7 separate regions of the Mus musculus genome follow, and regions 1, 2, 3, 5, 6 and 7 are each linked to region 4. A link is a contact called in public HiCAR-type and promoter capture Hi-C data. All regions are on one chromosome and are shown on one strand. Each heading gives the region's core, a stretch centred on a gene start, on an enhancer-like site or on the middle of the called end of the contact. The rest is flanking DNA. Distances are from core to core; before and after follow the strand shown.

The links. Promoter capture Hi-C pulls out the DNA fragments that hold promoters and counts their contacts. HiCAR-type assays count read pairs that join an accessible place to other places. Capture Hi-C pulls out chosen DNA fragments and counts their contacts.
Region 1: a contact with region 4 is called in a promoter capture Hi-C map of liver, with 5 times the contacts expected there. The contact joins the promoter of Cnnm4 here to the promoter of Lipt1 in region 4. A contact is called at or near these places in 4 of 39 promoter capture datasets (the C10 cell line, cranial neural crest and liver), 1 of 115 datasets of contacts at active chromatin or transcription factors (astrocytes) and 2 of 9 other capture datasets (adipose tissue and liver).
Region 2: a contact with region 4 is called in a promoter capture Hi-C map of liver, with 5 times the contacts expected there. The contact joins the promoter of Pdcl3 here to the promoter of Lipt1 in region 4. A contact is called at or near these places in 5 of 39 promoter capture datasets (the 3T3-L1 cell line, the C10 cell line, liver and 1 more) and 1 of 115 datasets of contacts at active chromatin or transcription factors (astrocytes).
Region 3: a promoter capture Hi-C map of liver shows a contact between it and region 4, with 8 times the contacts expected there. The contact joins the promoter of Cox5b here to the promoter of Lipt1 in region 4. A contact is called at or near these places in 10 of 39 promoter capture datasets (the 3T3-L1 cell line, the C10 cell line, the HPC-7 cell line and 6 more), 5 of 484 Hi-C or Micro-C datasets (CD4 T cells, CD8 T cells, the G1E-ER4 cell line and 2 more), 5 of 115 datasets of contacts at active chromatin or transcription factors (embryonic forebrain, epiblast stem cells, large pre-B cells and 2 more) and 4 of 9 other capture datasets (adipose tissue, embryonic stem cells, liver and 1 more).
Region 5: a promoter capture Hi-C map of pre-B cells shows a contact between it and region 4, with 5 times the contacts expected there. The contact joins the promoter of Lman2l here to the promoter of Lipt1 in region 4. A contact is called at or near these places in 1 of 39 promoter capture datasets (pre-B cells), 1 of 484 Hi-C or Micro-C datasets (CD8 T cells), 2 of 115 datasets of contacts at active chromatin or transcription factors (embryonic stem cells and pancreatic cancer cells) and 1 of 9 other capture datasets (pancreatic islet).
Region 6: a contact with region 4 is called in a promoter capture Hi-C map of pre-B cells, with 5 times the contacts expected there. The contact joins the promoter of Cnnm3 here to the promoter of Lipt1 in region 4. A contact is called at or near these places in 9 of 39 promoter capture datasets (the 3T3-L1 cell line, cranial neural crest, embryonic stem cells and 6 more), 3 of 115 datasets of contacts at active chromatin or transcription factors (astrocytes, large pre-B cells and pancreatic cancer cells) and 1 of 9 other capture datasets (liver).
Region 7: a HiCAR-type map of astrocytes shows a contact between it and region 4, with 2.7 times the contacts expected there. The contact joins the promoter of Ankrd39 here to the promoter of Lipt1 in region 4. A contact is called at or near these places in 11 of 39 promoter capture datasets (the 3T3-L1 cell line, 3T3-L1-derived adipocytes, the C10 cell line and 8 more), 2 of 484 Hi-C or Micro-C datasets (the N1E-115 cell line and embryonic stem cells), 5 of 115 datasets of contacts at active chromatin or transcription factors (astrocytes, embryonic hindbrain, embryonic stem cells and 2 more) and 3 of 9 other capture datasets (adipose tissue, embryonic stem cells and liver).

What each region holds. Positions count from the first base shown.
Region 1 is chr1:36,470,277-36,473,065 of GRCm38.p6, reverse strand. Cnnm4 (cyclin M4) reads right to left here and starts at 1,469. Exons shown (of 7, transcript NM_033570.2): 1 at 1-1,469. The coding sequence starts at 1,373. It overlaps Gm33454 (predicted gene, 33454), which reads left to right and starts at 1,297. Exons shown (of 3, transcript NR_168706.1): 1 at 1,297-1,604.
Region 2 is chr1:38,986,491-38,989,190 of GRCm38.p6, reverse strand. It overlaps Pdcl3 (phosducin-like 3), which reads right to left and starts at 1,377. Exons shown (of 6, transcript NM_026850.4): 1 at 1,342-1,377. The coding sequence starts at 1,347.
Region 3 is chr1:36,690,195-36,692,894 of GRCm38.p6, reverse strand. Cox5b (cytochrome c oxidase subunit 5B) reads right to left here and starts at 1,408. Exons shown (of 4, transcript NM_009942.2): 1 at 1,206-1,408; 2 at 611-684; 3 at 345-444. The coding sequence starts at 1,308.
Region 4 is chr1:37,870,819-37,873,648 of GRCm38.p6, reverse strand. It overlaps Lipt1 (lipoyltransferase 1), which reads right to left and starts at 1,430. Exons shown (of 2, transcript NM_001037918.4): 1 at 1,324-1,430.
Region 5 is chr1:36,443,633-36,446,649 of GRCm38.p6, reverse strand. Lman2l (lectin, mannose-binding 2-like) reads left to right here and starts at 1,379. Exons shown (of 8, transcript NM_001013374.2): 1 at 1,379-1,600. The coding sequence starts at 1,417.
Region 6 is chr1:36,510,528-36,513,227 of GRCm38.p6, reverse strand. Cnnm3 (cyclin M3) reads right to left here and starts at 1,361. Exons shown (of 8, transcript NM_053186.3): 1 at 75-1,361. The coding sequence starts at 1,317.
Region 7 is chr1:36,545,953-36,548,977 of GRCm38.p6, reverse strand. Ankrd39 (ankyrin repeat domain 39) reads left to right here and starts at 1,726. Exons shown (of 4, transcript NM_026241.4): 1 at 1,726-1,892. The coding sequence starts at 1,793. Sema4c (sema domain, immunoglobulin domain (Ig), transmembrane domain (TM) and short cytoplasmic domain, (semaphorin) 4C) reads left to right here. Exons shown (of 15, transcript NM_001126047.3): 15 at 1-339.

The DNA of each region.
Region 1 (2,789 bases), core at 220-2,719, 1.4 Mb after region 4:
ATGGCATCCAGCTTGGTGTCATGAAAAACAAAATGTACCGGGTGGTTGTAGAAGCGAGTGATGGTCTTGAGCGGGGTGCAGTCATCCGGGTCAACAAAAGCCAAGTCTTTGACATACAGGATATCTACAATATTGGATTGCTCATCTTCAAACACAGGAATGCGAGTGTAGCCACTCTCCATAATCTCCGACATGGTGTTGAAGTCCAGAATGGCATCACTGCGGATCATGAAGCAGTCGTGTAGCTGGGTCATGATATCCTCCACAGTTTTGGTCCTTAGTTCCAGGGCACCCTGGATCATATTTAACTCCTCCTTCACCAAGTCATTATAGGGCTCTGTCACCTTCAACATCTCCATCAGCTTCTCCCGATTGTAAACAGTGCGAATCTCCTGACCTAAGACGAAGTCCAGGAGTTTGCTAATGGGGAAACTCAAGGGAAAAGTGAGGAGCATAAAGACTTTGGTGAGAACAATAGTGTTGGCACCCACAGCCAGCCCGTGCCGGGAGCACAGGGCTTGAGGTAAGATCTCCCCAAAGATGACAATGCCAATGGTAGAGGAGGCCACTGCCATGATGCCAGACCCGATGAGGTTGTCTAGAAGGATGGTGAGGGAGGTGTTGACTAGCACGTTCCCCAGGAGCAGCGAGCAGAGCAGGTAGTTGCCCTTGCGCCTGATGGGCTCTATCTTGCGAGCATACTTTCTCTCCTTCTCAGTTCCACAGTTCTGCACGATGCGCAGCTCCATCGGGTCCAGGGCCATAAGCCCCAGGTTGAGGCCAGAAAAGATGCCCGACAGCACCAACAGCACCATAACGAGAAGGATGTGCAGCCAGAGCGGCAGAAACCTCCCATGCTCCTCCACCATGAAGAGCAGGGAGTCCTTGTCCGTCCATCTGGTCCAGGGCCCGTCGGCCCGGGGCCGGGTGCACAGCGCGTACAGCTTCATGTTCTCGCTCCTCCGCAGGAACTTGGTAATCACCACTAGCATCCCCGACGTGTTCCCGCGGCTCACGTTGACCAGCCGCTGGACCACTAAGTCCTTGGTGAGCTCCAGGCAGTTGGTGGAGTTGTGGACCGCCTCGGCGTCGTCCACCTCGGTGAAGGAGATCAGGTTGCTGGAGATATCGCCCAGGCTGTGGCCATAGAGCCTCAAGTTCACCGTGCTGCCCTCGGACACGAAGATGATGCCATCCGGGTTCATCCCGCACGACTTGTTGCAGCTCGCTAGCCTCATGCCTAGGATCACGCTCTGCTGGGGGCTGCTCTGGCCGCTGGCCGCCCGCGTCCATAGCAGCAGCAGCGCAGCCAGGAGGAGGCGCCCTCGGGCCGGCCAGCCGTCCCGCCGCCCGCCCCCGCCCCCCGGCGCCATGTTGCTCCGGCCCCGCCGCTGCCCGCGCCCCGCCGCGCGCCTCACTCGGCGCCTCCGCTCCTGCCCTCCTGCCGCTCCGCTGCCGCCGCGCCAACTGCCCCAGCCGAGGACCTGACGTCAGACCGCGCCCCGCCCGCCCCGCCCCGCCGCCCCACGCCCCTTATTTGCATGCGATGTCCCGCCCCTACCCACGGCTCGCGCGCCCGGCTTAAGGAGGTCTGCGCCCTTAAGGTAGAACGGCGCGGGGCGAGCGCGGGAGCCCGCAGCGGGGGTGCGCCCAGCCAAGCTTCCGCGCGGCACCGGGCTTCTCCCGCGCTCCTCCTTAGGGAGCCCGGCTCCCAAGCCCCACGCGCTCGGTTGCTTCCGGGTCCCCTGCACTCTGTCGCTCCGTTCTGGGGCGGGTGGTGCTTCTCCGCGGGCACAGCGAGAAAAATGCATTTCCTGGTTTAGAAAAAGAAAAGGGAACCTGAGGGTTCAGGCTGGCGTTACAGCCTCCTTACTTCTGGGATTTTCGTTGACCTTGACCCAATGCCAGAAATAGGTTGTCACTGCCCCCGAAGTCCCCCAGCCCACTCCTCGGTTCTGTCTAGACCCCTAAGGTGCTGAGGGACCAGGCTCTGACCTAGGTTTTTCACCTGTCATTTCTATTTAGGGATGAGTTTTCATTGAACATGTACTCTTGTTTCATACTCTAACGATACGGCAATGAACAAGCCAAAATTCTTGCACATCTTTAGTTTACAGCCTATCATCAGAAAAATGGCAGTAAACAAGACAAGCCATACGGGGGCAGGAGGGGGAGCGCAATAAGCAAGTAAACACACACAGGAACACTAAGTGTTTTACTTCTTACAGATGCAAATTTTGAACCTAGGCACAAAATCCTAGGCCTTTCAGATCTTCACCGTTAATCCTAGTCCCTGTCTGTAAATGGCGGTAAGAATGACTGGTTTTTTTTTTTTTGTTTTGTTTTTGTTTTTTGTTTTTTGTTTGTTTTTTTTTTTTTTTTTTTTTGAGACAAGGTCTTACATAGCCCGATATGGCTTTGAACTCTTCAAATCTGAGGCTGACCTTGAACTCCCGATCCTATGTCCATTACCTCCCAAGTGCAGGGTTTACAGATATGCACCACCATGCCTGGATTGATTTTATTGTTTAGTTATGGTTTTAGTTTTTAATTTGACGGCAGGAAGAGTGATAACACAGCATCACCTGGCTAAGCACGTGAGAACAACTGGCTTACACACCGAATATGACATAACAACTCTCTGTGAATAGTCTTTGCCTGTGTAGTAATAGTTGTTGCTGCCTGCTCTTTCAGGACCATACCCTTAACCCCAAATTGTGGTGACTGGCCAGCTGAGGCAGCTGCTTGTGGAAATGAACTGAGGGGTGGGGCTGCTGTTCTAGCCTTGA
Region 2 (2,700 bases), core at 128-2,627, 1.1 Mb before region 4:
GATACAGCAAACACTGTCTTAACCAGAAACCTGCGCATTTCAGCTTCAGAAAAAACAAACAAACAAACAAAACCCCAAAACACCAGGAGACGACTGGCTAACCCTACATAAACCATGAAAGGTGTCTGCTTGAAGCTGGGCCTCTCTAAACAACAGGTCAGAGCTACGCAACGATACAGCAAACACTGTCTTAACCAGAAACCTGCGCATTTCAGCTTCAGAAAAAACAAACAAACAAACAAAACCCCAAAACACCAGGAGACGACTGGCTAACCCTACATAAACCATGAAAGGTGTCTGCTTGAAGCTGGGCCTCTCTAAACAACAGGTCAGAGCTACGCACTAATTAAAGAAGGTTTATCTGAGTCCTGAGAACTCTTCCCCAACGAGAGGAACCTGGAGACCAAAGGAAGTTACATTCCAGGCAGAGGGACCTGAAAATGCAAAAACGCTGTGACATGCTGACTGACCATCTGTCTGTCCTGAGAGCCTGCAGTAGACTTGGGGAAGAGGAAGACTGTGGCTAGACCCACAGACTTCCCTAAGCTTTAGAGTCTAAAGGATAAATCTGAGAATAGCAGACGCCTGGCCTGCTCCAGAGTCACTCCTGACGGCTAATGTTTAGTAAGCACAAAATACTAGGTATATCCCTTTACTTGAGCCTGTTCTTGCCTCCCAGGTGTAGGTGTGGCCGGCTTGCTGAATGTGTAGATGACCACCCCCTCCAGTCCCCAAGGTCTGTCTCTTAAGCCGGAGCCCACAACTACACGGTCCATCTACCCTCCATCCAGACTCTTCAGAATCCTTAAACACAGCCACATAGAAGGTTGGCGACAAAGTGGCTGACGCATACTTTTGCTCTTCTAAGGCTATTCCGATGCGGTTCTCTAACACACTTTCTTTGGGCTTTTGTCTAATTCCAGCTCAAAAAAGGAAAAAAAATTGCTAAGGAGTTCCACCTTTCTTCATATTAGAAATTAACAATAGTCGTGAGGCCTAGAGTTCAGATCTGGAAACCAGAAAGCACTCCCAACGGACCATCTAGAGTCAGCTCTAGATGGCAGGAGGGTCGGGGCCTTCATCAGGCCTGGAGGAGAACGAGCCCAAAGTCCGGTGCCTACCAAAGGACAGAGATTTGCGGGGCAGGACGCACCGGAGCAGGAGTGCCCAGCCCAGGAGGCCGGAGGGACCGCACCCGCCCTCTCGCAGTGCGCCTGCGCCGGGCCTCCCCGCAGTCCGCCGAGTTCTGTAACTAATCCATGTAGACCCGGCTCCGGGTCTGGCGCGAGCCCACCAAGCCAAACGACCGCAGACTTGGGGTCCCGAGCTCGCCACACTCACCTGCATCTTGCCTTCAGTCACTCAAACCAGCCCTCTGCCCCAGCCCCTCCGCTCCTCTCCGCGCACGCGCGGCACCGCCCCCTCCGGTCTTCTCCCCGCCCCCAGGCACGAAAAGGGCGGAGCCAAGGAGGAAGTGAAGACTGGAGTCTGCGCCTGGTCCTCAGGAACCCGGGCGAAGGCTGAGAGCGTTGGAATGACAGGCCGTGCCTCCGGTGGGTGGGACTATAGGGTGACGTCATTCGGGCCATGTCCAGGCGCTACCTTGTTAGGGAAAGTGGCTGGTTGTTTGGGGCTGACCCGAGGTAAGCATAGGTTCTGCGACTTCCCGGGCCGCCAATCGGAGCCTGTCGGAAGCAGAATTGCCTGACAGTGACCCGATGCTAGGATTAAAAGTGACCCGGGTCACCTGGAGGTCACACACCTTCTCTGTTGAATGGGATGAATTGCTTATTGGGTTTGTTTACTGAGCTCACTGGGTTTGTTTAGAGCATAGTCTAACCTCTGCGGTTACAGCATCAGATTTGAGAAACCGGTGGAGTGGGGAACGCCTGGGCTCCACGCCCCTTCACCCTCACAAAAGGAAAAGGCCACAGTGAGAATCATTTTCTCTGGTTAATACCAGACTCGTGTGACCCTGAGCAAAAGCACAGGCTCCAGGGCGATCCACAGCATTCGGAGCTGGAACTGAGAGCACGGGAGTTAAAAGGCCTTCCACAGCCCTGGACTACCTTGCTGCCTCTGCTCAAGCACACACCGTGGGTACACTTTGGAATTACCAAGGAGCTTTCAAAACTGCAGGTGTCTAGGTGTGGTAGTTCACATCTATAATTCCAATACTCAGGAGACCCAGCCAGGGCTAGAGAGTGAACCTCTGTCTATAAAAACAAACAAAAACTACAGTTACACTAAGGTGTTATTTCCAGACAACTTAAATCCCTGCAGCTGAGGACTCGGAACTGATAATTTCTGGGGAATAATCACTAATATAGAAAAAAAATTACACTATTCCCTGAAAAAAACAAGGAGCATGGATTTAATTTAACCCAACACATTCCAACCAGATTACAGACAGACCTTTTAAAGTGTTAATTAATTTGCCTAGTGTTGTGAATGAATTTTCCCAGTTTTCACTTCCAAAATCAGTTTGTGAGATAGTTTAACTTGAGGGACTTTGATCACAGGCTTCTCTCCACCGCACAGCAGTAAAGCAGGTGTGGTTTGCCCTTTCCTTGCTCCAGGTGGATCCACTGAAAGATGTATCCTGGTGTATTGGAAATAATGTTCCCAGTTGCTTTTTACAGCAGGTGTGCTTCAGAACAATCCCCTGTTAACTCATTGTCTTGACTTTTGGTTTTATTA
Region 3 (2,700 bases), core at 159-2,658, 1.2 Mb after region 4:
TACATACGTGTGTGTGTGTGTGTAAATAATCTGGGCTGGAAAGATAGTTCAGCAATTAAAAGCATGGACTGCTCTTCCAGAGGACCTGAGTTCAATTCCCAGTAGCCACAGCAAAGTGGCTCACAGCCTTGCTTGTAACTACAGCTCCAGGGTCATCTGCCTTCTGTGACTTCTCATGCATACTGAGACTTAAGACAGTCAACAACCCTTACAACAATGTATACACATATTTACATTTTTACACACATACAGTCCATCATACACACATATCTGAAGCAATTTATAGACATTCTGTGAGGCAGGTTATAAACAAATGGGCCAGAAAATAAAAACAAAGTGCTTACAGATGCAGCCCACTATTCTCTTGTTGCTGATGGACGGGACTAGATTAGGGTCTTCCTTGGTGCCTGAAGCTGCCTTTGGAGGTAGCATATTGTATGGGTCCTGAAAGAGACAAGAGTTGACTATTTATGACAGATAACGCCTGCCACTGCACTGCAAAAGGGCCGTTCCTACAAGCTGGGTTGTCAGGACCAGACGCTGGCTGACAGGAACTCCTCTAATCCCATCCAAGCCCCAGGGCTCCAGAGGACACAGCATTTCTCCTTACCAGTCCCTTCTGTGCTGCTATCATGATCTCCCTCTCCAGCCCAGTAGCCTGCTCCTCATCAGTGGGGACACCACCTAGAAGAAGAAAAATGAGCTACGGCAATTGATATGACCACGATGGATACACGATAAAAAGATCAACACGGGAAAGGTGACGTTATCCGCTTCTTTGGTGGGTTCCCAAGCTACCCATTCCCACAGTCCCCTAAGCCCACTGAGGCATGACTCCCAAGCCATACCGTTTTTCCCTTCCCACCGCGGAAGCTTGGTTGTCGACTTTCCCTACAATCAAGTCATGAGAGTATACTGGCTGGTGGCGGGCAAGGGATTTGAATGTTGGTCCAGCGCTTTTTCAGCCCTCCAAGTCCTTGTGTTCCAAGGTCACCCGGCACCTTCCAGTGAGGGCACTTTGAAAGCGGGTTCGATCGGGTGGGCGGCCGAAATTACAGCAAGACCGGACAGAGCGCCGGCTCCCGGAGCCTAAGGTGGTCAGCAGGGCTCGAGAGAACGCTAATGGCCGACCCCGCTCGACCGCCCATCACCAACCACGCCGGAGGCCATGGACACCGGCCTGTCCCGCCCAGCTGGTCACGTACCTCCAGAAGCCATGGAGCGGGTCACGGCCGCGCCACGGGGGCCGTGGGCCCTCAGGGCCTGCGCCGCCAAAGCGCCCACTCCGCGAAGTAACCTTGAAGCCATCTCGCCCGAGACAAGCAGATGCACTTCCGGGAACAGGCTGAGCAAGATGGGCGGGACTTCCGTTGGTGGGAGTCTAACAACGCCCGGTCAGTCTTCCGCTTCCTGCCCCGACCAGCCGAAGCAGCGCTAAAAGTAGACGCCGCACATGCGCAGTTCTGCCTCTTCGTGGGCCGCGCAGACTCCCGCCGCCTCCGGGGCGTGGCGTCAGTCACCCTGACAGCTAGCGGCTTTCGGGTTCATGACCTGTCCGCTTGAGTGTTCGCGCCCAGTGTCCCAGCCACATAGTAGTTCTTGTAGTGGAGGTGCTGTGGAAGCCGAAGTTCCCGCAGTCAAGGGCTTCCACCACGAATCATACAACCTTGGGCGTGAGCTCAGGAAGCCTGTTGTGTTTGTTATGCCTGTTAGCCACGGGTTCGAGACTGCAGACAGCTTTAGTTGTTACCAAATTGTTGCAATGGCCCACTCCGTCAGAAATTGACAGTACACCCCCCCACACACACAGTCTTAGCCTCAATTCCCTCCTCCACTCTGTTTTGTTTTGTTTTTTAAGCACGGTATCACTATGTAGCCTGGCTGACCTTTAACTCCCTATGTAGATCAGGGTGGTCTAAAGCTCACAGAGATCTGGTTACCTCTGCTGGGATTAAAGCTGTTGCACCGTCCTCAGTTTTCCTCCTATAGTAATGTTATGGGAGGTGATGGTGTTGGCCCCAGGGACAAGGATGAGGGGGGTGCGGGGGGTGCGGTGCAGAAGGGCTTTGGAGGCATAGATGTAGGATACCTCCTGATGGCCACTCCACCACGATGAGGATACTAGGAGGAGGAGGGACAGAAAGAAAGTTAATAATGCAACTGGAAATGACAATAGGCACCGTGGCCAGAAGTCTCTAATTTAGACAGAAAACGTCCTCCATTGCTCAGTGTTGCACACAGGTAAAGCCTGACAACTCACGGCAGAGCGTTCACTAGATTTCCAAACACTGGCTTCTTCGATTTATTCTCGTTGTGGAACATTCCTGAAACACTATGGCTGCATACAGTATCTATGCTTCCCTAATTGCGTCCCAGTGATGAAATCTTAAGTACCTTGCAGAGGCCTGACATAATAATATCAAATGACTTTTAGTAAATCCTGCCGCTTGGACCAAAAATATAGTTTATAGAGCTTGTGACTACAAAAGGTCAAGTTGAGGAAAACTACAAAGGACTAAATTCCTGGGTGTTGTCACCTACCCCTTGTAGGTTATTTTCAAAAGGGTCTGGTGGAACATTCCTTCAGAGGAACTAACCTGGTCTTCATGGCTGCCCTCAACCAAGAAAAAAAAATAGCCTATAATGAGGCACCAAATTTCTTGACTGTGAAGATGGGCTTACACTTTGCATAGTTTTCAT
Region 4 (2,830 bases), core at 181-2,680:
AGTCTGCAGTAACTATAAGGCATGCTTTGTCCTTGACAGTTGGGATTCATCAGTGAACTACATAAAGGTGACAAGAGTCACAGGGAAGGGAGACACATTGCCAGAATAAAGACTGTAAATCTGTGTGAGTCATGTTTAAATAGGACTACTAAAATAGTTACACGTGAGTCATTTTAAGGAGTTAAACTAAATGATTATTATGTATCGTATCACAAATTATTTTAGTTATCAGAACACAATCTCCCCACCCTCAGACACGATGAGTGTGTAGCCCTGGATCTCCTGAAACTACCTCTGTAGACCAGGCTGACCTTGAGCTCACAGAGATCTATTTGCCTCTGCCTCTGGGTTGAAGGCCTGACATACCTTCTGAGACAGACTGTAGCTGACAGACAAAATGAAACAATCTAACTTTTGAAAACCTGGTAGAATTCTGTTTCTACAGTGTTACTTTGCATAGCGACCCACACCCATATTTTACTTTTTTAAATGAAAAACTTTTTATACAATGCATTTTGATCACGTTCCTTCCTCTCCCCGTTTTTTTCAGATCCCACCACCTCCCTATCCACCCAACTTTATGTTCTTTCTTTAAAAAACCAAAACCTATGAAAACTAAAGTCAAAATAAGTAAAAGATCAACGAGACAAGACCAAAAAAGAAAAAAAAAAAAAAGCCCGTGGAGTTTGTTTTGTGTTGGCCACCTACTCCTCTGTAGGCGCCTGGGCTAGGATGTGGTTGATATACCCAACTACACTCTATTTTAACAGCTTTAGCTGAGCAAGGGATGGAACTCACTCAGTCTAGGTTTGAACTGTACCGCCGAGCAATCCACCCCCAGCTCTCTGCTTTCATCTTCATTACTGGTGTTATAATTATTTCCTCAGGAGGCTCTTACTTCCATGCTCTGGGAGACACTTCTGCAACTGCCAACACATGCTTCTCCCTGACAGAGTGTAAAGCAAGACCTAACTACAGGCCTACCTTCCTCACAAGGCCTTACCAAAACTATTTGCTATCCTCCTAATAACGCGATCCAAACCTGGAAGTGATTACGAACTTTTAAGCAAGCTTTACTCTTCGGGAGCAGGCACGCGACTAGCACTGAATGTCTTGTTTAGTTTACCCTACGCCGTATTAGAAATCAACTGTTCCCAATAATGAAATTACGTCCGGAGCACCAGGTGTAATCTGCAGAGCTTTCAGAACCAATAGGAGGGGCCCATGGGACGCACGCGTGCTCTCCGCAGCACCCACTCCTGCTCAGCGTGTGCCTCCACAACCCGCAAAGAATTCACTGGAACTGCTTCCGGCTTCACTCACCTGCCACTTCCGGTCGCGCCCGCAGCAGCTTTTTCTGCAAATTAAAACTCAATCAACCCACGTGGAACCCAGAACACTCAGCCCTCTAGACGCAGTTGCTGGGGAGTCCTCCCCAGCCCCGCCCAAGAGACCCGCCCTCAAGAGGCCACGCCCCCGTAAAGCTCGCCCCCTGGATAAGCCACACCCCCAGGAGGTCGTGGCTAAGCCTGAAATAGAAGCAAATATTTTTAAGGTTATTTCCTTCAGGCCAATGCATTTAGAACTAGATTCATTGAAAGGACAAAGTCCACTTACCAAAATATGTAAAGACGAGCTGGGTGATTCCTATGCTGGTTTCTTTCAGCAAGAGTTGGCTAAACTGTGTGGTCCAAAATGGTCTGTTCACACTCAGGAGGTGCTGTCTAGCTGCTGGGGCGGTTCGATTCAAGGCACTTGGAAGCGCTTCAACCGCATTCCTATGGCCCCAGGAACAACAAAGCCAGACTAGAGTTAAGGAATGAGATCACGGACCCACTTCTTGATGAGCAGAGCCCAAAGAATTTGTGGTCATTCCTCGCTCTTCCACAGAAACCAGTCTCTCCTCCTTCAGTTAGAATGGAAGCCTCTCCAGCCTTGCCTCCTGGTACTGCTAACGCAGTAAATGAGCAGAGTTAATTCAGGGTATATAAATTAGCTGCACCACAGACAGGACTCCTGTCTGTTACTGCAACTTTGATGAGATCAGTCTTCAGCTGGATGGTATTATGAGGGTGGGAAGGGATACTTTTCCATTCGTCATTGTAGGAATTTTGCTAGTTATCAAAATAGCCCCACATTGTGTTGCCCTTAGTAGGGCTCCTAAATTAGTAGTCTGCTTCTATATTGTATTCTTTGAAATCTGAGAAGGGACAGTTTTTTTCTGTTGTTGTTGTTCTGTTTTGTTTTTGTTTTTTGTTTTGTTTTGTTTTAATTTCCTTCAATGACCTTCCTTCATTCTCCACTGTCTGCTCTAAGATGTCTGTCTTTGGACCAGTTATCCTCTTTTTCTACTTCTTCAGCTTCTCCACTGGAATGTCCAATAACACTCTAACCTGCTTTATAGTCCTCTGGTGATGGCAATTCTCCTTTCCTGCATTTTATTCTGTCTCCTCCCCCGCTCCCAATCCCCAAGACAGGGTTTCTCTGTGTAGCCCTGGCTGTTCTGGAACTCATTTTGTAGACCAGGCTGGCCTTGAATGCACAGAGATCCACCTGCCTCTGCTTCTGGAGTGCTGAAATTAAAAGTGTGCTCCACCATGCCTGGCTCTGTCTGCTCTTCTTAAAACTTCTATTTGAGTGTGAGTTAGGGTCTCCCCCTGTAAGGCAGGCTTGCCTGGAACTCGCTATGTGGACCAGACTGGCCTCACAGAGAGCTTTCTGCCTCTGCCTTCCAAGTGCTGGGATTAAAGGTATTAGCATGGGCTTCTTTCATTTAATCACCATATTAAGGCTGAGATAACACACATTATACAGCAAATCAATCTGTATG
Region 5 (3,017 bases), core at 130-2,629, 1.4 Mb after region 4:
GGGAGGCCTCCAGGAGGAAGTAGGTAAGAGGAAGCTAGTTTTCTGAAAGAAGTGAGCAATCAGGCAGGAAGCTGGAACTTGGTGAAATATGAACTCTGGGGTGTAGTACAACCAATTTAAGTTTATCCCTGACCAGCTTACAAGTAAGTGAGACTCAGACTATGGTTATTTTATTTGGCTTTGACAGTTTCTAGGGGTAACCCCTAATCTACTCTTCTAACTGCTGGCCTGGCTACCTCCCCAGTGGTACAGCCTAAGTACTTGGCTGCTTCTTCTGGCCATGGACTCATAGTCCATCTCGTCTCCTGGAGGCTTCCTCCCCTTCTTTCGTTCTTCCTCTTCTCCCCTGGTTTCTCTTCCTTCTGCTCTCTTCTCCACCCTCAACTAAGTAACTTAAAACCCACCTACCTCTAATCCCTCCCTCCAGTAATTGGCTGTAGTCAATTCTATTTAACCAATCATTTTAAATCAAGGAACAAGGTTTGCACAATAAAAGCATGTAACCCTGAAAATTCACACAGAATTTAGCATACACTTAATTTCTATAAATATCATCATGTGATGTTGGTTGATTGTGCTCGTCAACCCAGCATGTAACCCAGGCTGCCCTTTACACATTTTACAGTTTGCCAGATGTTTGTTTCTTTGGTTTGGTTTGCCTGTTTGAGACAGTTTGCCAGATGTTTGTTTCTTTGGTTTGGTTTGCCTGTTTGAGACAAGGTTTCTCTGTGTAGCCTTGGCTATTCTAGAACTTGCTCTGTAGACCAGGCTTGCCTCAAACTCAGAGATCCAAATACCGTTGCCTCCAAGCATTGGGATACAATCCGTGCACCACCACCACCCTGGAACCAGTCGTTTCATTCTAATGAATTACTTAGGTCACTCCCTAACTCACTGTGTTGACTTTGAACTCCTCACCTTCCTGCCTCAGTCTCCAGAGTGCTGGGATGACCTAATGCCTTCCCACATCGTAAGTCAAGTTCTTTACCAACACAGCTAGTCTTCAGTTCCTTCCACTCATTTTAGTCACGGATTTGTCTATTTTTCTTTTTACTTCTATGCCCTCTTGGCTGTTAGCTTGGCGGCCAGGTAGGTACAAATGGCAGTGACAATCGGGAAAAAAAAATGTTTTATCGCTTTAAATTTACTATAGAATGCAGAAACAAACTAAGAATCTCTATTACTAGCAGGCCTGGTGAAGCCTGGGACAAAAGCAGAGAAGGGAGTCTGGACATTCGGCAACGCCCCTTGCCTGGGTTGGCAAGGCAACTGCTACTAGTCAGCCAATCGGTGGGATACTCACCTGCGGGGGAGGGAACTCTCCAGGAGCCAATGGGAGATCGGGCCGATGGTTCCGCAGGCCAATGGGTTGGGCCACGGGGCGGGCTTTTTGATGAAGGGCCGGCGGTGGGAAAGATGGCGGCGGCTTCGAGACCCTCCTGGTGGCAGCGGTGGCGGCGGCGCGCGTGGGCTCGGGACGGGGCCAAGCTTTTGCTCTTTCTCCTTCTGTTGGGGTCTGGGCCGGGGCCGCGGCATGTCAGGGCGGGTCAAGCGGTGGAGTACTTGAAACGGGAGCACTCGCTGTCGAAGCCCTACCAGGGTGAGGCGCCCGGGGCGAGGTGGTCGTGCAGGGAGGGCTTGGGGACCGAGTCGGGACTGAGCTCGAGGACGCAGTCCCCGGCGGGAGGGGGCGCCCCGAGGATCTCCGCTCCTTTGAAGAGCCACAGGTCCGAAGGACAAGGGTCCGCCCCCCACCCCCGCCCCTTTCCGAGCGCTAGAAGTTTCTAGTAGGTCTAGGTAGGGCTCTCAGCTGTCACTAGTGTCAGGCTCGAAGGAAGAGGTGTTTGGAGTTGGACAGAAATATGAGGAGAGAGAACTGAGATAAATGAGGGATGGTTGAGGACCATTAGCGATGAGCCGGTGTCGGGATAGAGTGGTGGCTGCTCTGGATAGAAAGCAAGAACCCGGGTAGAACTCGGTCGGACTGAGGAAGGAGAGGGGGAAAAAAGTCTGTTTGCTGGTTAGAACACCTGCTCCTTCCTTCCCAGGCCGCGAGCCCTGATGATGAAAGAGGCTGGTTAGCATTGCTCTCTTCAGGGATTTCTAGATCTCTAAGCACAGCTCAGTGTCAGAAAATTGACACAGGTGTCTACAAAGAAGAGAAATTAATGCTGTTAGAGCTTAATACAAGTTTGTTTTTCTCGCAGAGCTGTGGATAGGGGGTGCAGGAAACACAAATTTAAACTGCAGAAAGCAGTTTGAATTTTTGTTACTAAGATGTCATTTCTGTTACTAAGATGTCATTATTTTACTGGTTGGTTGTAGTACCTCCTTAGTGTTGGTCCCTGCTGATACTATGGGTTAGTCTGGTTTTTCACCCTGGGGGTACTTATACTTAGTCTAAGGGATTTGGGGATAATCAGCTACACTTGAAAGATTGATTTTATTTTATTTTTTAAATTTTATTTATTTATTTATTTATTTATTTATTTTGTTTTTCGAGACAGGGTTTCTCTGTGTAGCCTTGGCTGTCCTGGAACTCACTCTGTAGACCAGGCTGGCCTCGAACTCAGAAATCCGCTTGCCTCTGCCTCCCAAATGCTGGGATTAAAGGTGTGTGCCATCACTGCCCGGCCTGAAAGATTGATTTTAAAAGAATATGTTTAAGCTCATAGGCTTTTGAGAATATATCTCTTTTAATATAAATGACAAAATTTTTGTCCTTTCATAGTGCTAAAGTTCACCCACACATACAGATCTCAACTACTGTTACTGTGCCATGTGTAAATGACAGCTCTGTGGTGGGTTGGATTCTTCAGCTGAAGAATTTAGCTGAAGGAAGTTTGGTGAGATGTCAGGTACCTGTGGTCCAGGAGCCTGAGACAGAATATTGAGACTCACATTCAAAAAGAAAAAGAAAAACATTAATTCATGTATTCATTAATAATACTAAAGGAAAAATAATGGCTCCAGTCTTTGTAGGATCTGGCTTTGTGAACCAATTGATGAAGACTATG
Region 6 (2,700 bases), core at 112-2,611, 1.4 Mb after region 4:
AATATTTCCAAAGGTCATTCGCAGGTACAAGGCCATCACTTTCTGGGGCCTTTCTAACAGGGGCGTCCCCTTACCTCGCTTGAACTCCTCCAGGACAGCGTCCAGTTTGGTATCGTTGAAGACAAAGTGGAGTGGATGGTTGTAGAAGCGGGTGATGGTGCTGAGCGGTGTGCAGTCCTCGGGCTCAACGATAGCCAAGTCTTTGAGGTAGAGCATGTCCACGATGTTGGAGCGCTCCTCCTCGTACACTGGGATGCGCGTGTGGCCGCTCTGCATGATGCTGGCGAGGACGCTGAAGTCTAGGACAGTGCCGGAGTCCAGCATAAAGCAGTCTTCGAGCGGCGTGAGCACGTCCTCCACGGTCCGGGAGCGCAGCACTCCCTTGCTGAGGTCGCTGTAGGGGTCGCCGCCGCCGCGCGCCAGCTCCAGCACGCGCTCCCGCAGACGCCCCGGCCGCGCTGCCAGCTCCAGCAGCTGCCCGACCGGCAGCGCCACGGGCAAGGTGAGCAGCACCGCCAGGCGGCTGAGGCCCAACGCGCGCGGCGCCAGCGCCAGCGCCCAGCGTCCGCTCACGGCGGCCGGCAGCACCTCACCCACCAGGAACACCAGCCCCGCGCAACCCAGCACGGCGGGCACGGCGCGCTGGCCCGCCGCCCCGTACAGCAGCACGGCCAGTGCCGCCTGCGCCAGGCTGGCCAGAAGCAGCAGCGCGCCCAGGGCGCAGCCGGCCCAGCGCCGCGCGGGTTCCAGGCGCCGCGCCGCCGCGCGCTCCGCCTCCGAGCCGCTCTCGCGCAGCACCTGCACCTCGGCCGGCGCCAGCGCCAGCGCGCTCAGCTGCAGGCCGCGCGCCACCGCCGCCAGGGCCAGCAGCCCGGCCGCCCCCAGCCCCAGCGCCCAGGGCGGCGCCGCCTCCTCCGCGGCCCCACCACCCGGCTCCACGCGCACCGCCAGCAGCGCGGAGCGCGGGTGGCCGGCCTCGGCGCGCAGGCGCAGCAGCGCGCGCCACTCGCCCGTCGGGGCGGCCGCCTCCTCGGGCTCCGTGGCCCGTCCGCCCTCCGGGCAGCCTGCGCCCTCGGCGGCTACCCAGGTCCAGGAGCTGTTGGCCAAGCCGGAGCAGAAGAGTCGCAAGCACAAAGTGGCCTCTGGCGCTGCCCTTCCGCGCAGGGAGCCCGCGCCCGGTGCGCTGTCCTCTTCCGTGCAGAAGTTCAGCAGTCCCGCGCCCGGCGCCGGCGCCGCCTCCCCTGCGGTGCTGCCCAGACAGAACGCGGCAAGCACCCAGCCCAACCAACCCACCACAGCCGCAGCAGCCGCCGCCATGGCCTGCTACCCCTTCTGGGCCTCGGGCGCAGCCTACCCCACTCACCCGCGCCTCTGTTGTTGCAGCCAATCGGCGCGGGCCTCCGCGTCACTTTGACCAATAAGCGGCTGGCGGGGGCGGGCTCTGGGGAGAACTAGGCTGCGCCGGGGAGTAAACAAGCGGCGCGGGGCGGGGCGAGCCGGAGGGGCGTGGGGCTCCGCAGGCAAGGGAGGACGCGGGGCGGCTGTCTGGGACGGCCTCGGAGTTCCCGGCGCGTGTGGACGAGCAAAGGAAGGTCATTAACCCTCTGGCCAGCAAGGCTAAGGGCTGAATAAGAACCAGGGACTGGGCACAGGGAAACCTGGAGTCGTTTGTTTAAAACATTTTCTTATCATTTGTATTTGTATGTGGGTTTGCGCTTGCGAGGGCAGTGCTTTGGGCAGACGCAAGAGGGCGTCGAATTCCCCCTGGAGCTGGAGTTCCAAGCTAATGGGAAGCTGTGCTGGGAACTGAACTCTGGTCCTCAGCACACATTCTTAACCTCACCCAGCTCTATTGGTTTGTTTTAAAGCTAAAGTCTCTTAGCTTTGCGTTGGGCTCTGTGGATATCAAGACAGACACCTGCTTTTGAGGAAGATGCCTTGATAGGAAGGTCCATAGTAAATACTCAAACCCAGAAAAATCTGTTTCCTTGAATCTTCACACTTGTTTCATGTAATTAAGCTTACAATAAAACGATGTTTAGAGACTGATTCTGTGTGCCTTTGGTTTCTGACATGCACCTGACATTCGGGTCATTCAGCCATGCAGGGAGATAGCAGCTGTCAGGAATTTCCATACATGCTAGCTTCACAACCACAGTTTATTCTGATTCCTCGGGTTGAGAAAGCTGTTTGAGAGGGTTCTTTTTGTCCTTATTTTGGAAGACACCTGCATGATCAGATGGAGCATTCTTCGTTCATTGTATGTGGTCTTTATGGGATTAGCTTCTCTATGGGTATCCCTGTTTTTTGCATTTTTCTCTCTACTTTCTCCCTAAATGTACTAAGACATGTACACATCTTATACATATGTTTTGTTTTGTTTTGTGTCTGTGTGGGCCCAAGTGTATGTATGTGTGTTGTGTATGCAGGTGCCGAAGGAGGCTAGAAGAGGGCACTACATCCCCTGGAACTAGAGTTGACATTTGTGAGCCACCATGTTGGTTCTGGGAACCAGGCCTTCTGCAAGAGTGGTAAGTGCTCTTAACCACTGAGTCCATCTCTCCAGCCTCTTGAATTTTTTTTCTAAAATGGATTCTGTAGACATAACTGAAACAGTCCCACATGGCATATGTGCATACACGCAAACATACACATACAAACATCAATTTTTTTTTTGAGACAGTGTTTCTCTGTGTAGCC
Region 7 (3,025 bases), core at 477-2,976, 1.3 Mb after region 4:
CCCTGCTCCTAGGGCTGTGAATGTTTTCAGGGCGGGGGTTGGGGGTGGAGATGGAACCTCCTGCTTCAGGGGGAGGGGTGGGCAGGGCCTCCCACTTGCCCTCCGGGTTCGGTGGTATTTTATATTTGCGCTCTTCTGACAGGGCTGGGAAGGGTTGTTGGGGGAGGGAAGGGAGGAGGTGGGCATGCTATGGATACTGGCCTATCCTCTCCCTGCTCTGGGAAAAGGGCTAACAGTGTAACTTATTGTGTCCCCACATATTTATTTGTTGTAAATATTTGAGTATTTTTATATTGACAAATAAAATGGAGAAAATGAAATTTAACCCTGCCACACAGATATTTTGACTCAAACCCACTTATTGACCTAAGAGGGACTCATCCTTTGGTCTGGGCCATCATGGTCTTAATGCCTGTCCGTGCATCTCTGGAGGGGCCAGCTGAGACTCAAGTGTTTTCCCACAGTGATGCCTATGGGACTGGGAGCCAGAGCAGGGCTACTCTGCTTGGGAGCTGGACTTGGCCTGGTGCCACAGGGAAACAAGGCAGAGCGTTCGGGAAGAGGAGGAGAAGGAGACGGTCTTCCCAGAACTATAGGGAGGGTGAGCAGGGAGTCAGGGGCTGAAGGAGAGGCTTCTCAAGTTGTGTGGACAGTGTCTTTATAAAGATGGAGATTAGGACAAGCTCCGTGGGAGGGGAAGAATGCTAGTCTCGAATGTCCTATCTGGGTAGGGATAGTCCCCTATTGCCACCCAGTCAGTATCAAGCCCTTGTCTTAGTGAGGGAGTGGTGTAGGCCCAGATGTTCCTGGGAAAAACAACAGGCCCAGCCTGGATTCATTTCTGAGCGCCCTTAATGAGAGCTGCCTGCCAATCGGATTTCGAGAAGGAAAATAGGAAGGAGGAAAAAAAAAAGACATTTTAAGATTTTGTGTTGTGCTAAATTTGATGCTGTTGTTGGCTGCAATTTGGACACACCTGGTTTAGATCAATCTAACCGGTACATAGGAACAGAGACCACAGTGAGCTCTCTGCCCACCCTTAGCTGCCACCCCACCCCCCACCCCCCATACACTTGGATGACCCTTGAGCAGGCTGCTGTTTCCCTGAGTGTGGGTCAGAAGAGGCTGGGAAATACTTGAGTGTGTTTCCCTTAGCTCAGTTGTCTGCCCAGTGGGTGTTGGCAACCAGCGCCCACTGAGTGGGCAGAGGCTTAAGCACAAAGGTGGTCTACCAGGTCCTTGCCCTCAGGCCACCTGCTTCCTGATGGATTGCTAAAGAACGAGGGTCAGAGTGTTAGTAGCTTTCTGGCGGGTCACTGATCTGACCATGGATGGCCTACAGCTCAAGTGATGCTTGGGAGATGAGAGAGGGACTATGGGCCGCGTCTAGAGTCCTTGTGCCCTGGGGAACCTGCGAGGCCTCGGTTCTGGCGAATGCGACATAAACACTACCAGACAGGCCAAGCTGCCTGGTCCCCTCACCCTACAAGGCGAGGCTGCACGAACTGTCCTGCCTCCTCCCGGGGAGCTCAACGGATTCCCGAGCCTTTGCTCTTCCTTGTGCTTAGTTAGCCTTGGGCGCCCTCCCGTGGTAGCAAAGCAGCAAGGCTCAGTCTATCCAGCCACACCTCACCACTTTCATTGGTTGCTAAGCTAAGGTCTAAATGCAGGATTGGTTGGCCTGGGGCGAGGAGGCGGGACTCGAAGGTCAACTACGGACGTCGAGTGGTCAACCTGGGACGGAGGGGTGGGCATTTCGTAGGAGCGCTTGGCTGCAGTCCCGGCCGCCGGGATGGCGGCGCCGCACCTTTGCGCGGATGGCTCCTGCTGCTCTCACCCTAGTGCGGTGCCCGGGGTACAGCAGACGCTGGAGGAGATGGACTTCGACAGGGGTGAGAGGGGTGAGGCGGCCGCGTTGCCGGCGGCGGGCAATCTCCAGCCCCATCTCCGGGAACGTGGACTGAAGGAGGCCTCGAACCGTGTTTGGAGCTTCCGGGCCTGGTGCAGGAAGGCTGGCTTCAAAGCGTGGCAGGAAGCCCCTCGACTACTCCGTCTCGAGTGCGGACGGGTAAATTGAGGCATTGGTTTCTGAACTGGGTCTGGAGACCAACCCAGCTAGGAGACAGCCTGGTCAGGTGACAGAGGAGCTAGGGAAAGAATCTGCAGTTGGTGGTTCGTATCCACCGGGGAGGTCAGGGCAGCTGGCCCTTGCTGCTCTCGGGTGTGAGTGTACAAGTTTTAGCAATGACAGTGATCTCGAAAGATTTACTGTGGAGCGCAGGGGTGTGACTGTTTTGTCCAAAATCATACAGAGATTTTGCTATTAGCAGTGGTCCCTGTTCTTCTGTGCCGGTTACCATGTTATCCCCAGGAACAGGTAGTTTGTGCAGTTGTAGCAAGGTTGTCATCAGTGTAGGGCTGATGATACGGAACACTTGATGGTTACCATAGGAATGGCTTCCTAGCGGGCGGCGTTTCTCTACACCTCTGCTACCCCCATCTTTTGGACTAGGGACATAATAGGACTCCCCGCTTCCTCCTCTTGAAGTGTTTTCTCCGCTGTACCTTTAGAAAATAACAAATGAGATGATTACATTTACGCTTTTTTTAATTTAAAGACTATTTATGTGCATTTAGCTCCTGGAGGCCAGAATAGGGCTTCAGATTCCCTGGAATTGGCAGTTACAGATGTGACCAGCTGAGAAACAACCCTGGTCCTTTGCAGAGCAGCCAGAGCGCTCTCTCTCTCTCTCTCTCTCTCTTTTTTTTTTTTTTTTTTGAGACAGGGCTTCTCTGTATAGCCCTGGCTGTCCTGGAACTCACTTTGTAGACCAGGCTGGCCTCGAACTCAAAAATCCGCCTGCCTCTGCCTCCTGAGTGCTGGGATTAAAGGCGTGCGCCACCACCGGCCTGGTGCAGACAGAACTCTTAACTGAGCCGCCTCTCCAGCGCCTCCTATTGCGTTTAGTTCCCCAAGCCAGACTGACTGTTGTGTTTCTGTACCTCTTTATGGTTCTCACCCTTG